Regions from separate parts of the Muntiacus reevesi genome. Here region 2 is linked to region 1. A link is a contact called in public Hi-C data. All regions are on one chromosome and are shown on one strand. The core of a region is the stretch at or near the end of the contact, and the rest is flanking DNA. Distances in the headings are between cores, read along the strand shown. Region 1 holds the start of IGBP1 (immunoglobulin binding protein 1). Region 2 holds the start of ARR3 (arrestin 3).

Region 1 (3,134 bases), core at 364-2,863:
TCAGGTCAAAGAAGCTTTCAGACTACTCCTAGCACAGAATGACTTGTCATTTCTTGGGTTTCCAACAATCTGGGCAATACAACATATCCCCTAGTTATATACTGTCCTATATTGCCCTCTAGTTGTTTTCACATGAAAACTTTTTTCTTCTCAATGACAGTTTAAACTGTATTTAGTTAAAAATCTTATTTTCCATGGCAGGCAATATGCATTTTACTTAACTTAAATCTCCTAGGACAACTCAGGGTGTGTCCTAAGGTGAAATGAAGTGAAGTGAAAGTCTCCAGTCATGTCCGACTCTTTGTGACCCCATGCACTATACAGTCCATGAAATTCTCCAGGCCAGAATACTGGAGTGGGTAGCTGTTCCCTTCTCCAGGGGATCTTCCCAACCCAGGTCTCCCTCATTGCAGGCAGATTCTTTACCAGCTGAGCCACGAGGGAAGCCCAAGAAAACTGGAGTTGGTAGCCTTTCCCTTCTCCAGCAGATCTTCCTAACCCAGGAATCGAACCAGGGTCTCCTGCATTGCAGGCAGATTCTTCCAAGGAAATCCTAAGGTAATCAGAATATATTTATATTGATATGTTCAAAGCAATGAGATCCCTTCTTTCAAAGTCCTGGAATTATATTTTTACACCAATGCAGTAGAATGGGAAGGAGTGGGAGGTGGGAGGGAGGTTCAAGAGGGAAGGGACATATGTATACCTATGGCTGATTCATGTTGATGTATGGCAGAAATCAACACAATATTGTGAAGCAATTATCCTTAAATTAAAAATAAATAAATTTTAAAATAACAAAGAAATATAATGTGAGCCACAAAAGTGAACTTGATATGAAATTCTAAGTTTTCTAGTAGGCATATTTAAAAAGGGAAGACAAGTGAAATTAATTTTAATAATATATTTAACCCAAGATATACACAAAATATTAGCATTTCAACATGTAGTCAGTGTAAAAATGATTGAGATATTTTGTATCATTTTTTTATATTTTTTTCAAAATCCGGTGTATATTTTACACTACAGCACATCTCAATTCCAAATAGCCACATTCAAGTACTCAATAGCCCCATGTGGCAAGTGGCTACCGCATTGAACAACGCTGTTCTGCTTAACAGAGCTGCTTTCCAAACCGAACACTTATTTTTCTATTCATATGATGACATTGGGCACGTAATAAGTACCAGGCACTGGGCTAGCCAGAGGAGCGCAAAAATTAATCAGACTTATACTGGTAAGGGAGATAGATTTGTAAATCACTAGCTGTAATATAATGTGGTAGGTGTTCTGATAGAGATGCACCGAAAATTTTCATTTGGCAGGGGAAAGGGGCTCAAGGAAGTTTTCAGAGGAAGTGACTTTTGAAAACGTGTGTGTGTTTTTAGGAGGGGTGACTTTTGACTGTGTATGTGTGTAAAGGGGTGACAGTAACTTTTAACTGTGTGTGTGTGTGTGTGTGTGTGTGTGTGTGTGTGTGTGTGTGTGTGTGTGTAAGAGGGGTGACGTCACGGGGAAGAGGAAGGGCGAGGATTGGCCGGTAGGCAAAGCTCGAGCTGCTGGGTGGCCAGAAGCCGGAGGGGGGCGCTACTTACACTTCGCTCTCACGCGCGCAGACCTGCGAACCCGGCAAGCTGCGCGGAGTTCGGAGCCCCTGGCCGCCCTGGCCCCTGTGGCCAGGGAGCGCCTCACGAGGTAAGGCGCTCGCCTGGCCGGCTCCTGGAGTGCTCCTGCCTTCTCGCGCCCGCCCTGGCTCCGAATTCAGCCTTGTCACACCCGCTCCTCAGAGCCGATGGCACAGTCCGGGCCCGGGTCCGGGACGAGGAGATGGGCGAAAAGCAGCGCCTGGGGTTTGCTTTTTTATTTGCGTGTGTGTATCATTCACAGATGTCTACTAGTAATAGGCAGCAGGACAAAACGAGTCCATGGAAACGGTTGCTAGGCTGACTTAACAGCAGCCTACGGAAGTTTTCAGACGCTTAGGTAACAATGGAGCTACTGAACCAATGCAGCGCCCCTTCCGGTTTCTTCATCTCTCGCCTAGCTCAGCTTTCCCAGGGTTGCCTTTGACCCCGGAAGTGAGGCTTTCCGGGTTCCTCCCTCCCTAAGATGGCAGCAGCCGAAGACGAGTTACTGTTACCGCGGCTCCCTGAGCTGTTCGAAACCAGCAAGCAGCTTTTGGACGAACTGGAAATCGCAACTGAGCCCACCGGCTCCCGAATAATCCAAGATAAGGTGATCAAGGGACTGGATCTCCTGAAGAAGGCTGCTGAAATGTTGTCGGAGCTCGACTTGTTCAGGTATGGGCGAGAGGGTAGTAACCAACGGCAGAGGATGTAGGTAATGATGGTCACCAAGGGTGGAGCCATTGAGCCTGGGTGGAGGAGACCTTTAAAACTGGGAGCCTTTCTATCCTACCTCCCCCTGCGATCCTGTATACATCGTTTGCGTTCTCTACCTCTCTTCCAAGATAGTTAATTAACCACGACTCTCCTCCCTAGTTTCGATTATTTGCAGAGGCATTGGATGTGAGTGCTCAGCCACTTTCATTGAAGAAAGCCGGCAGCTGTTCCAGGTGCCGCCTCCCTTTGTCCCACCCCGATCCCAGCCCTCCCCTCCCCCAGGAAGCAAGGGCCGCAGTTGGAATGACTAGCCAGACTTCACAGCCTACTCTGCTCTTTGCAGCCAAAATGAAGATTTGGAGGAGATCGCGTCCACCGACCTGAAGTACCTGATGGTGCCAGCATTTCAAGGAGCGTTCGCCATGAAACAAGTCAATCCCAGCAAGCGTCTAGATCATTTGCAGTGGGCTCGAGAACACTTTTTAAACTACTTAATTCAGTGCCAGCACTATCATGTGGCAGAGTTTGAGCTGCCCAAAACCAAGACCAACTCAGCTGAAAATAACACTGCTAATTCCTCCATGGCCTATCCTAGCATCGTTGCTATGGCATCTCAGAGACAGGCTAAAATAGAGAGGTGGGTCATTTGAGGACTGCCTAATGGCAGTGCTATTGGGGAAGGGTGCATGTTTTTTTCTGGGGGGTGGGAAACAATGGTGTATGTACTCTTTGGGTTCTTATTGAGCACAGGCCCTGGTGAGAGCAAACTCTCAGTTTTTCAAGAAGCCTCTG
Region 2 (3,134 bases), core at 167-2,666, 140 kb after region 1:
CTGCTCAAGAGATACAGAAAGACTGGAATGTGACACAAGACTCTCCTTTCAGAATCACAAAGGCTTATACTTTGAGCCTTCCTATTTCTATCTCTCACCTTGCATTTCTTTTAATGTCCCCAACTCCCCTTTGATCCCAGTCCTCAGGTTCAAGGCCTCATGAGGCCAAAACCCTGTAGTTCCTTTTCTCAAGCTCCCCTGACTTTAACACCATCAGATTCAACCCCTGACCTTGGCCCTGTCTCAGCAACAAGCAGCTAATCTTTTAGCAACTAATCTTTTGTCCACTAATCTGCTTTCCAAACTCTTGGCACCTGAGCTATTTATAAAGCAGTATTTTAGACCCCGCCCCCGGACCCTATTCTTCTCCCTTGACCCCCACCAATCTGAAAATTCACAGGACCTTGGGTATAAGAGGTTGGAGAGGCGAGCATAGCGACCAGAGCTGGAGACGGATGTGAGCTTCACCTTCCTCCCCAGGTATAGTCCAAAGTCCTCTTATTTCCAGCCCATACTAGGTCCCATATCCCCTGCCCTTAGCACCTTCCTCTATATATCAAGAAGCATTTGAGGGGCACCTTTCCCAACAGAGCTGACAGGCACTCAGGCCGAGATACCCTGGGAGAGACCTCTGAAACTCCCCTAAGTTCCTCTCAGGCCAGATCTAATACACATCAAAGAAAAGCATTAGAGAGATATCTTTCTCTAAGGATCAAGGCTTAGCACCTGGATACATTGATGGGGGTAAGAGTGGGCAAATCTGGGGAGGATGATGAGAACAATGAATAGTGTCAAGGAAGGCTTTCAACTTCCATAGAGGCTTCTGCCATCAACAACCAAGAGCATGAGGGCACCTTTACTCTCCTGCACCTTTCTCCTTCCTTAGTTGTGTTAAGGCCACCGTGAGGTGAACTCAGGCTCAGAATCCAGGCAGAAACCAGAGTCTGGGTTTTGTTCATTCATTCACTCATGTATCTAACAAACACGTCTTGGCATCTACCCTGTGCTAGGTGATGCTCAACCTCATTCAGTACAATTTTCTTCATACTTTCCTGGATGAAGGTCTTTCTCCAAACAAATTCCTTCTCCCAAAACACTAGAGAGGAGAGGGCCCCAGCTATTTAAAAAAGCCTCATCCTTTCTGGAGAACAAACAGTATGATTAGTCAATAATTTGTAAAAACTAGGGGAGTTTTTTTCCTGTGTCCTGGATGGGTGAGAGTATGCCTGAATAAGTAACCCTGGTAGGAGGGAGAATAGGAAGCATAGACCGTGGTGAGGTGTCTACCTAAGAAGAAAAGGTTATGTCACACCAGGTGTGTCCAGATGGTATATCAAAGCCAGGTAAGGAGAATGGGATCAAATGATTGAGCCTCCCTCCTTCCCCTCTTGCCAGAAAAGGCTCAACATCCACACCATGGCCAACATGTCTAGGTAAGTAAGAACTGCTAATTCTCTGCTTCTGGGACTTGTGGCTTACCCAAACCCAACGACCTGCCTTTGGGGTGGAGGAGTTTGCAACCTCTCTTCTACTTGTGTTGCCTCCACCTGAGTGTCACTTCATTCTTCTTGGGTCTCTTCCTCTAATCCTAGAAATAGTTCCTTTTCTCCCCAATTCCCTTTCTTTCCTTTCCCTTCTTCTCCCCCTCCCTTCTCTTCCAATCCCTTTCCATATCCTCTGATTTTCTCCTCTTAGGGTGTTTAAGAAGACCTGCTCCAATGGCAAGGTGAGAGAACCTGACCCAGCAGGGCAAATGAAAGGGGAAAAAGGGATAGGTGTGTACATCCTTCAAGGTCTCAGGGGTTTGGGATGGGGCCTTGGGTTGGGGCCTTCAGGGGAATCCATTAAAAGAAGATTATGAGAGTAACATGGGAGGTTGTTCCACAACAGCTATCCATGTACCTGGGGAAACGGGACTTCGTGGACCATGTGGACATGGTGGAACCCATCGGTCAGTGAGTCCGAAAAGAGAAAGAGCCTAGGGAGAAGGAGGGGAGTGGGAGCAAGGGAGTGAAAGAAAGCCAAGAAAGGACCATGCAGAAGAAGAACTTCTGTTTCATAGTCTGAGGACTTTTCCTGACCAGAATGCCGTCTCTTCCCCTCTCCATAGATGGTGTAGTCCTGGTTGACCCTGATTACTTAAAAGGCCGAAAGAGTAAGTAAAAATCCTTATTGGTCTGTGTATATGCCAGGGATCCCAACCTAAAAGATCACATACACCAGACAAGTAATCTGAATGAGTGGGCTGGACAAGTGGACCAGAGGGTTATAATAAAATTAAAAAGTGGTGGGAACTGTGAATGTCTTATCTGACAGAAGCTAACAACTGGGAATTTCAGCCCTGTGTGGCCAAATTTTCTGATTGTTAAAGAGGAACTGGAAATAAAGGTCAGAATAAGACTTTGAGAGGCTCAAAGTCTGAAAAGATTCTAGTGCCTCTTCCAAATAATATTTAAAATAGATATATTTCTAAAGCATTAATTACATTTTCTTTTCCAAGATCACACAAAATTTACATGTGTGCTGAAATTTAATGCTTTTTTCTAAAATCTCTAATTTTCTCCCTTATTGTTGGTGGGGCCTTTGCTTCACTGCTAACCTGAACACACACTTAGACTGCCTACTGAAAGATCCAGTACACCAGAAATCCATATTACTAAAATATGGATTAAATTATTAAAATTTGCATTAAGCAAATGTCCTGATTTTCAAATGTTGGCAGCTAATTAAGAGGTTTTTTTTAAAGCCCTGGATAAATCAAAAAACTTCATTTTTCCAAGGGCTGAATGTGACTTTCAGGCTGCCACTTTGCATTTCTTTTCCCCTTTATTTGCATATGTCTTTCCGTATCTCCTTTGTTTAGGGAAACCCATTTTTTCCATTAAAAAAAAATCCCAAACAAAGAAATAAACAAAACAATAATTACAGCAAGTAACAGCAAAAGACATTACTCTGGTTACAGTATTATAGTTCCAGATTACACTGAAATAATTGCTTTGCCATTTTTTTCTTTAATTCTTGCTCTGTGATCCAACAGATTGAAAATTGGGTTCGATTTGAAAAAGGTTCAGAACAAATTGATGAATACTAGTTCAAATGTAACCTTTAGGTATTGTGGAATAAACCAAACTTAA

What was found. Hi-C and Micro-C count contacts between places; a contact is called where the count stands out from the background.
Region 2: a contact with region 1 is called in a Hi-C map of blood, with 2.7 times the contacts expected there. The contact joins the promoter of ARR3 here to the promoter of IGBP1 in region 1. A contact is called at or near these places in 2 of 3 Hi-C or Micro-C datasets (blood and muscle).

Annotation. Positions count from the first base shown.
Region 1 is chrX:60,989,506-60,992,639 of mMunRee1.1, forward strand. IGBP1 (immunoglobulin binding protein 1) reads left to right here and starts at 1,614. Exons shown (of 6, transcript XM_065914782.1): 1 at 1,614-2,300; 2 at 2,686-2,979. The coding sequence starts at 2,110.
Region 2 is chrX:61,134,457-61,137,590 of mMunRee1.1, forward strand. It overlaps ARR3 (arrestin 3), which reads left to right and starts at 1,417. Exons shown (of 16, transcript XM_065915743.1): 1 at 1,417-1,433; 2 at 1,696-1,726; 3 at 1,891-1,951; 4 at 2,111-2,155. The coding sequence starts at 1,417. All of the region lies in intron 6 of PDZD11 (PDZ domain containing 11), which reads right to left.